Linked DNA regions of Hordeum vulgare: region 2 is linked to region 1. A link is a contact called in public Hi-C data. All regions are on one chromosome and are shown on one strand. The core of a region is the stretch at or near the end of the contact, and the rest is flanking DNA. Distances in the headings are between cores, read along the strand shown.

The links. A called contact is a pair of places that touch in the nucleus more often than the background predicts.
Region 2: a contact with region 1 is called in a Hi-C map of leaf, with 3 times the contacts expected there. The contact joins the promoter of LOC123430633 here to the promoter of LOC123427450 in region 1. A contact is called at or near these places in 2 of 6 Hi-C or Micro-C datasets (leaf and seedling) and 1 of 1 datasets of contacts at active chromatin or transcription factors (embryo).

The regions. Positions count from the first base shown.
Region 1 is chr2H:583,454,358-583,459,009 of MorexV3_pseudomolecules_assembly, forward strand. LOC123427450 (fasciclin-like arabinogalactan protein 10) reads left to right here and starts at 2,386. Exons shown (of 1, transcript XM_045111502.1): 1 at 2,386-3,981. The coding sequence starts at 2,462. The coding sequence ends at 3,754.
Region 2 is chr2H:583,974,500-583,979,434 of MorexV3_pseudomolecules_assembly, forward strand. LOC123430633 (cytochrome P450 704C1-like) reads right to left here and starts at 3,085. Exons shown (of 4, transcript XM_045114487.1): 1 at 2,076-3,085; 2 at 1,647-1,982; 3 at 1,341-1,544; 4 at 863-1,235. The coding sequence starts at 2,870. The coding sequence ends at 1,044.

The DNA.
Region 1 (4,652 bases), core at 1,136-3,635:
TTGTCACTCCGTGTGACGGAGAGGTATCTCGGGGCCCACTCGGTGATACAACATCACACACAAGCCTTGCAAGCAATGTAACTTAGTGTAAGTTGTGGGATCTTGTATTACGGAACGAGTAAAGAGACTTGCCGGTAAACGAGATTGAAATAGGTATGCGGATACTGAAGATCGAATCTCGGGCAAGTAACATACCGAAGGACAAACGGAATGACATACGGGATTATACGAATCCTTGGCACTGAGGTTCAAACGATAAGATCTTCGTAGAATATGTAGGATCCAATATGGGCATCCAGGTCCCGCTATTGGATATTGACCGAGGAGTCTCTCGGGTCATGTCTACATAGTTATCGAACCCGCAGGGTCTGCACACTTAAGGTTCGACGTTGTTTTATGCGTATTTGAGTTATATGGTTGGTTACCGAATGTTGTTCGGAGTCCCGGATGAGATCACGGACGTCACGAGGGTTTCCGGAATGGTCCGGAAACGAAGATTGATATATAGGATGACCTCATTTGATTACCGGAAGGTTTTTGGAGTTACCGGAAATGTACCGGGAATGACGAATGGGTTCCGGGAGTTCACCGGGGGGGCAACCCACCCCGGGGAAGCCCATAGGCCTTGGGGGAGACACACCAGCCCTTAGTGGGCTGGTGGGACATCCCACAAGTGCTCTATGCGCCAAGAGAAGAAAAATCAAGAGGAAAAAAAAAGGAGGAGGTGGGAAGGGAGGGGGACTCCCTCCCACCAAACCTAGTCCAACTCGGTTTGGGGGGGGGGGAGAGTCCTCCCCCTTGGCTCGGCCGACCCCCTTGAGGGTCCTTGGACCCCAAGGCAAGGCCCCCTCCCTCCCACCTATATATACGGAGGTTTTAGGGCTGATTTGAGACGACTTTTCCACGGCAGCCCGACCACATACCTCCACGGTTTTTCCTCTAGGTCGCGTTTCTGCGGAGCTCGGGCGGAGCCCTGCTGAGACAAGGTCATCACCCAACCTCCGGAGCGCCGTCACGCTGCCGGAGAACTCTTCTACCTCTCCGTCTCTCTTGCTGGATCAAGAAGGCCGAGATCATCGTCGAGCTGTACGTGTGCTGAACGCGGAGGTGCCGTCCGTTCGGTACTAGATCGTGGGACTGATCGCGGGATTGTTCGCGGGGCGGATCGAGGGACGTGAGGACGTTCCACTACATCAACCTCGTTCTCTAACGCTTCTGCTGTACGGTCTACAAGGGTACGTAGATCACTCATCCCCTCTCGTAGATGGACATCACCATGATAGGTCTTCGTGCGCGTAAGAAATTTTTTGTTTCCCGTGCGACGTTCCCCAACAAGTATATGATACAAGATATTAAGAACACTGCTAATTAAATAATTTTTTTTAAGAAAGGCAAGAAACAAAGGCACCTGGATGGTCGAGCGGGGCGAGCGGGGAGCGGCACGGGGGCGGCGGCGGCCAAGCGGGGCGCGGCGCGGGGCGGGGAGAGCGGGGTGCGGCGCAGCGGGGCGCGGGGAGCGGCGCGGGGCGAGCGGAAGCGCAGGGCGGCGATGGCAGGGCGGGAGAGGAGGGCGGCGGCGGCGCGGGGCCAACGGTGGCGGTACTCGGTGACGGGAGAGGAGGGTCGCAGCGGCGGGTCGGGAAAGGAGGGCGGCTCGGGGGCGGGGAGCGGGGGGAGGGGTCGCGACAGCTGGGCGAGCGGGGGCGAGTAGGAGCGGCGGGCGATCGGGGTGAGCGGGGCGAGGGCTTGCGGGAGCAGTTCCAGATCGGGGTGAGGGGGAGGCGGACGACGAGGGGGAGGAGGAGGCGGACGGGGAGGGAGAGTTTCGTTGGTGGAGTATGTTCAGCCAATTGTAATTGCTAAGTACACCCAGCAGACGGTGGATTAACGAGGGATGTTAGATTAAGATCTGTGGGATTAATCGTGGGGTGCTGATTGGTTTTTTTTGTGTGGGGCATTTGATGGGGTGGGTGTAGTGTAATTTTTGTTCGATTGTTTAATAGTAGTATAGATGTATCGTGTGTGCACCCTTCAAAAACAGTCCAAGGTGTATGGAGGAAAAATTCTGAAAATTTCACTTTTAGAAACCATATCCATGTGCTAAAATAAATGAAAAACATACAGATTGTTTTGTAAACAACAACATTTTCTATTTTGGAAGTGGTAAACAAATTTCAGAAGACGGGGCCAATCGTGAGGCAGAAGCAAAGGTGTCTTCGGTCACCCCCACCGCAGAAAATCATCACAGCTCTCAAGGCGCTGGCACCCGCTCAGACATGAGTGCCCCACACCCAACCCGGAACCTAACCATGGTGAAATGTAACCCAACCCAGCCTGGCCTCAACCCAACCCCAACACGCCAAAAACCCAGGCGCACCGCGCACGAAAGCTAAAACCCCCACCCACGCACGCGTTACACCTCTCCCGTCCCGTTTCGGCGTTTCCCCACACAACCACCGCGATGGCCGCCGGCCGCCGCCTCCTCGTCCTCCTGGCCGTGTCCCTCGCCGCCGTCGCCGCCACCCGCGGCCACAACATCACGGAGATCCTCGACGGCTACTCCGAGTACTCGCTCTACAACAACTACCTCTCGCAGACCAAGGTGTGCGACGAGATCAACAGCCGCAGCACCGTCACCTCCCTCGTCCTCACCAACGGCGCCATGTCCTCCCTCGTCGCCAACCTCTCCCTCGCCGACGTCAAGAACGCGCTGCGCCTCCTCACCCTCCTCGACTACTACGACCCCAAGAAGCTGCACTCGCTCCACGGCGGCTCCGAGCTCACCACCACGCTCTACCAGACCACCGGCGACGCCTCCGGGGACATGGGCCACGTCAACATCACCAGCCTCCGCGGCGGCAAGGTCGGCTTCGCCTCCGCCGAGCCCGGCTCCAAGTTCCAGGCCACCTACACCAAGTCCATCAAGGAGGAGCCCTACAACCTCTCCGTCCTCGAGGTCTCCGACCCCATCACCTTCCCCGGCCTCTTCAGCTCCCCCTCCGCCGCCTCCACCAACCTCACCGCGCTCCTCGAGAAGGCCGGCTGCAAGCACTTCGCGCGCCTCATCGTTTCCTCCGGGGTCATCAAGACGTACCAGGCGGCCATGGACAAGGGGCTCACCCTCTTCGCGCCCAACGACGACGCGTTCCAGGCCAAGGGCCTGCCGGATCTCAGCAAGCTCTCCAGCGCCGACCTCGTGGCGCTGCTGGAGTACCACGCCTTGCCGCAGTACGCGCCCAAGGCGTCGCTCAAGACCATGAAGGGCGGCATCCCGACCCTGGCCTCCACCGGCAAGGGCAAGTACGACCTCTCCGTGGTTGCCAAGGGCGACGACGTGTCCATGGACACCGGCATGGACAAGTCCCGCGTCGCGTCCACGGTGCTGGACGACACACCGGTGACCGTGCACACGGTGGACAGCGTGCTGCTGCCGCCGGAGCTCTTCGGTGGCGCCCCGTCGCCGGCACCCGGAGCGTCAGCCGATTCACCAGCGTCGGCCCCTGCACCGGAAACCTCCTCCGCGCCGGCGCCCTCTCCCAAGCACGACAAGAAGAAGCCCAAAGGTAAGTCGCCAGCGCATTCCCCACCCGCGCCGCCGGCCGATTCCCCTGACAATGCCCCCGCCGACGCGCCGGATGGGGAGGGAGACGAGGAGGCGGACAAGGCCGACAGCAAGAACGGCGCGACCGCGGTGGGCATGAGCATTGCGGCCATGGTGGCCTCTGTCGCTCTCGTCGGCGCGTCACTCCTCTGATCCGCCCAAGCGTTCGACATCGAGCGCTCGTTTTGTTTTCCTCTGGGCACGCATGATGTGATGCACCTCGGTCTCGCTTGTGAGTTCTAGAGCCATTGAAATGCTCGTCCGAAGTTGTTATACTTCTTCCTGGTTTGGATCATTTGGGCGATTGTGATAACCTTCCTTGGTAGTTTCAGTAGCTGCGTAGTAGTACTAGTACAAGTTTATTGAGTTTGATTTTGCTATGCTCGTTCCTGTTGGGGATGCATTCCACATGCCAAGAACTCCATTCCATATCTTTAGATGCAGTTATCTTGCATTATCGATGAAGTTACTTGTGATTTGATCTTACGAATTAACTGATGCATTGGTTGGTTTTTTTTTTTTTTTGAGGAAAAATGCATTGGTTCGTTGGTAGGTCTATGCACTGTACCAGTACCACGTATCACCGATTTGCACATTAAACAGTACTACTACATTGCATCCCCGAAAAAAAAACAGTTGTACATTGCATGACCGATGTGTGCCACATGGCAAAAAATGGGGTGCTGCTGGCCTACTTGATAAGTACTTATCAGTGACGTGATAGCCTGACAGTGACCGCATTAAGAGGATTGTACCACAAAAACCTTCTAAATCGTGGACCATTAAGCCCGCAACCGCTTCGAATTTGTCATCTTCTGCAGGGAGTCAGGACGATCATAAAGAAGATGGCATTCCCGCATAAAAATGCAGACCGGACGCGTCAAATCAACCCGAAGATTGCAGCTCGACGTGTTTTGAATTTCGGTGGCGCAATGGGGTTTCGAAATGGCTGGAAATTCCAAAACATTTCCTACGCAAAATTGACCGCCTCTCGCTATACTGCCTTTTCTTTTACCAATTTACCCACTGCAGGTCTGCAGCAACAGCGTTG
Region 2 (4,935 bases), core at 1,835-4,334, 520 kb after region 1:
ATCATTAGACAATGGATACAACTAGACATAAGGTAACTGAGCCTGACAAAAGTGACCCTAAACGAATATGCCTCAATTTTCTTGCCGAAACTCAACTAAACTTGTTATTATTGCACCTCCATAGCTCTCACCTCCAATGGATAACATCGCGAGTTCCAGTCACTCGTGTACGTGCAAAGATTTGTAGAGAAATATTTATCATTGAATCAACGTGGTAATAGACCTTCATGTATGGCATAGATTGGCAATTGTGCCATGCATATCAGCAGGGAATCACCCGGCCTTGGGATGCGTCACTGATAGTATCGTCTGACCAAGCGAGTGATCTTGCTCGCAATGCCATGAACAAAGAGTTTGTCAAAGAACATTATGTTGTTGCTTATGATGCACATGGAGCTACGTAACGAGATAACACAAATAATCAACATGTCAGCCATGAAGAACAATAGGGATGGAAACTTTTAGACTCCTTGGCAATGCCATAGTAAACATCACCGAGACTGAATTAGGGTCGAGGGACTTTTATTCGAGATGATACCGACATCACTACCGGAGTAACATGGCCATGAGACTAAAACCCACTACATAAAGAGGAGAGACGAGAATGGCTTCCCATTCGTCCCCGGCGTCGAAACAACAAACGAATGCATAGAGGAGAGCCGGGAAGGAGATTGATCTTGTTGGCGGCTAGGATCTCTCTCTCTTTTTTAGAAGGGGGTGTTGATTTGAACCTTTCTAATGGAAAGTGAGATCTTTTCTTGAATCAAAGCTACCTTTTAGCCAGTAATCATGGTTAACTTGCCGAACCTTGCATCAACTATTTGAGTAGAGTCTATAGAGCGTACAACTGCTCGGGTATAAATAAGTGCATGAACAACTTCTGAACTGTATGCCATTGTTATATGTACAGCTTATGAAGTGCTTGGATTACAAAAAGAGGCCGCATTGTTATATGCACATCATCATATTATCGAAGTTCAAACAGAATGGAACACCGAAACATGCACAAACTTTCGAGATTGGACATCTTGATAGCAAGCACGCTACCCGCTTGCTCGCCGGGGCGACGCACGAACGTTGAGCGGGCCATCCATTTTGAGCGTGAGCATGGGGCGATACCCCACCGTCGACTCGCCCTCCCACATCTCAAACCTGAAGAGGTAGAGAAGAACTGCCGCAAATATCTTCATCTGCCTATACGCAAACTCCTTCCCCAAGCAGATCCGAGGCCCCGCCTATGCCAGACACCACGACAAACGTAAACGTCACGTGAATATGGATAGCTCTGTACGGTTCAGGTCGTAGTCTGGTCCTGTGATGATTTGGTTACGCGTGCTCACCTGGAAGGCCGTGAACTTGTAGGGGCTCTCCGGGACGAACACGCCGTCGCCGTCGAGCCACCTCTCCGGCCTGAACTCCTCGGCGTCGTCGCCCCACAGGAACTTCATCCTGCCCATCGGGTACGGCTGGTAGTTCACCATGTCCCCTTTCCTCACGGCGTGCCCGTCCGGCAGCGTGTCATCCGAGAAGCAGTACTTGACATCCTACACCAACAAAACCATACTGATGGTGACGCCCGGTCCACACAGCACAGAAGTAGATTACTTATAATGCGCTAGGGGTAGGGATCGGGTGAGCTGACTCACGATGGGCACAGCCGGGTACAGCCGGAGGGTCTCCGTCAGCGCGGCGTGGAGGTACGGCATGTTGCTGATGGCGTCTTCTGTGAGGCACGCCGTGAGTTCTTGCGCGCCGACGTGCCGGTCGCCGGTGGTGGCCTCCCGCACCTCCCTCGCGATCTTGTCCTGGATGCGCTGCTTGCTGCACAGCACGTAGAGGAACCACGACAGCGTCCCCGCCGACGTGTCGCGGCCGGCGATCACGAAGTTGAGTATGATGTCCCGGAGGTACTTGTTGTCGAAGCAGCCGGGGTCTTTCTCCCTCTCCAGCAGGAACCTCGACAGGATGTCCTCTTTCTTGGCCTGCCAAGTCAGCAAATGTCACGACGCCAGATTTGCTGCTGCCACCTACCAGGCGGCGGCGCAATTTAGTGTTTGCAAGAGGGAAAAGCTTACGAATTCTTGTTGATCTCTGCCCATCTGCTCCATCTTCTTGTCGATGACGGCGTACACGAAGTCGTTGATGGTGCGCACCGACCGCTTCATGGCGGCCTCCGACGAGACGTTGAGCAGCCTCTTGGCCTTCCAGAGCGGGTCGAAGAACCTGTACAGCACCTGCTCGTTGGCGTCGTCGAAGGCCCTGGCGAACGCCGCGCTCTCCTGGCTGGACCCGGAGAGCGCGCCCAGGCTGACCCCGAACCCGATGGTGAAGATCGAGTCCAGCGTCGACCGCATGAACAGGTCCTGCATGTCAGCCCTCTCCCCGGCGGCGGCGGCGGCGGCCACGATGCCCGCGAGCTGGGCGGCCGTGTCGCGGAACACGCCGCTGCTGTACTCGCGGAGCACCCGGGTGGAGAACTCGAAGCTCGCGACCTTGCGCTGGTGCCGCCACATGGCGCCGTCGACGTTGAAGATGCCGTCGCCGAGGAGGTCCTCCAGCACGTCGTGGGTCATGGTGCCCTTGCCGTAGTTGGCGAAGTTGGTGCGGAGGATGTACTCCACGTTGGCGGGCTCCACGGTGTAGACGTAGTTGCAGGTCGGGGTGAGCATGCGGAAGGTGCGGTACCTCTGGGAGAGCTCCGTCTGGTACTCGGCCAGCCGGCCGAAGTTGAAGAGCTGGTGGAGCATGGTGCCGGCCACGGGCGGGTACTTCCGCCGCTTGCCGAGCAGGGCGTGGCGCGCCAGGTAGAGGGCCAGGAGGAGCAGCGACAGCGCCAGCAGCGTGGGCTGCTGGCTCAACGGTGAACCCATGGCCGTGACGGGTCACCGGTGCGAGGACGCCGGGCGTGCTGGCGCGTGGCGTGTGCCGTGTGGATTGAGGAGGATCAAGGCTTGGGTGCGAGACTGCGGGTGAGATGCACACAATTTCAGGAAGGCGCCTTGTTCTCTTCTTTTAACTGGCAATTTGGCTCATCTTCTCGTTTTCAACACACGTGGAGAAGACGAAAGCCAGATCGTTGAGATGGGTTCGTCGACGTGCCGTTTGAGTTAACGAAAAAAGGTACTAATAACTACGGTAAGGAACAGCCAAAACCTGGGAAAAATCCAAGAGTTGGGGTTGTAAATTGTAAACCCCACATCAGGATTCAGGACCAGCCAAATTGATGTTTAAAGTAGGCAGCAGTCAGATGTGAGTAGATCATCGCTTCATTTCGCCTGCTTCCCGTGGAGATTTTCCATTTTATTTTCTTTGAACCAGTCACATAATACTAATCAATAGATTCCCGCAAAATAATAGTCCTTCCATTTTCAATCACCTCGCATATTAGTCTCAAGTCAAACTTTTAAACTTTGACCAAGTCCAAACAAAAAATTATTAACATTCACAATACCAAATCAATACCATTGAAATCACTCATTGCAAAAAGAAAAAAAAACCATTGAAATCACCATTCAATATATTTTCATGTGTGTGTCTCTATATATATACACGCTATTCACATCCTGGATGAGGAAATAGTTATCCTTCATCCTTCTCTATTTTAACATCAACGCACCGTAATTTTATGTTTCGTAAATTTTGTCTTATTTTATACGTAAAAGAGACCTAAAAATTATAATCAACATTAAAATACTTTATGTCACGCAAATTTACGAACATAAAAAAAAGTGCAAAAATGCAAAAAAATAATAATTTTTTCCTAGTCTTGTGACCTATATTTTTTTTGTCAAATTTTACTTAATGATCTAATATAAATATAACTATTTTTATTTTAATATAATTTACATATAAATTGATTATTATATTAACTCGGATGAAGAAAAAACTATTCTGCATCCTGGGTGATGAATAAAGTTTCTATATTGTATACCATCACTTGCATTTTGTATGTTGTATGTACTATCTATCAAATCAGAGTGTATGTACGTGTACTATGTAGTACTCCCTTCGTCTTAAAAATCTTGTCTTAGGTTTGTCTAGAAATGGATGTATCAAAATAGTAAAACATGACTAGATACATTCATATCTAAACAAATATAAGACAAGAATTTTGGGACGGAGGGAGTATATAATAATGTTTAAGATAGTATATACATAACTTTTTGCACTATATATCATATTTTATGTATGCTCTTTTTTACGTACAAATATATACGTATTTCACAAATATAATAAAAACAATGGGTTAACTTGTATTTTTTCATGTAACCCACTTTGAAAACTCATATATATAATATATAAACGTAATTAAAATGATAAATAAGTACATAAACTAACGCATGATAGTATATGGAACATGCGTGGTAACTAGCCCTGGATGGTAGGATGTATCATTCGGTGAGGAATATTTATTCTTCATCCCCATTTATTTTCCCATTAATGCACCATATTTTTACGGTTCGCAATTTTTTTTTTCATACCTAAAAAGATAAAATAAGAAAAAAAATTACCGTAAAAAATATTTCATGCTATGTAAAGTTACAAACTTAAAAACATAGCATAAAATATACATCAAATATAAATTTTATGTTCTTATGACCTATATTTTTGTTTTTTTATGTCAAATTTTATATACTCGGCTAATATGCATGTAACCATTTAGATCTATTTGAAAATCAAACCATAAATGTAATTAGTTACTCCCTCCGTCACGGTTTAGAAGACACGTTTGAAAAATCTCTGGAACCAAGTTAGTCATAGATTGGTTGTAAGATGTAGCAGGTGTAAATGCTAATGCGCCTAATTAACTGAGAAAATACTATTACTAATGTGTGAGCAGCAAATTGGGAGGACGCATGCATGAGTAGTATTAGTACTAACTAATAGAAGTAATTGCTATCGCGCCTTAAATCTTGTCTATTTTGAAAACGCACG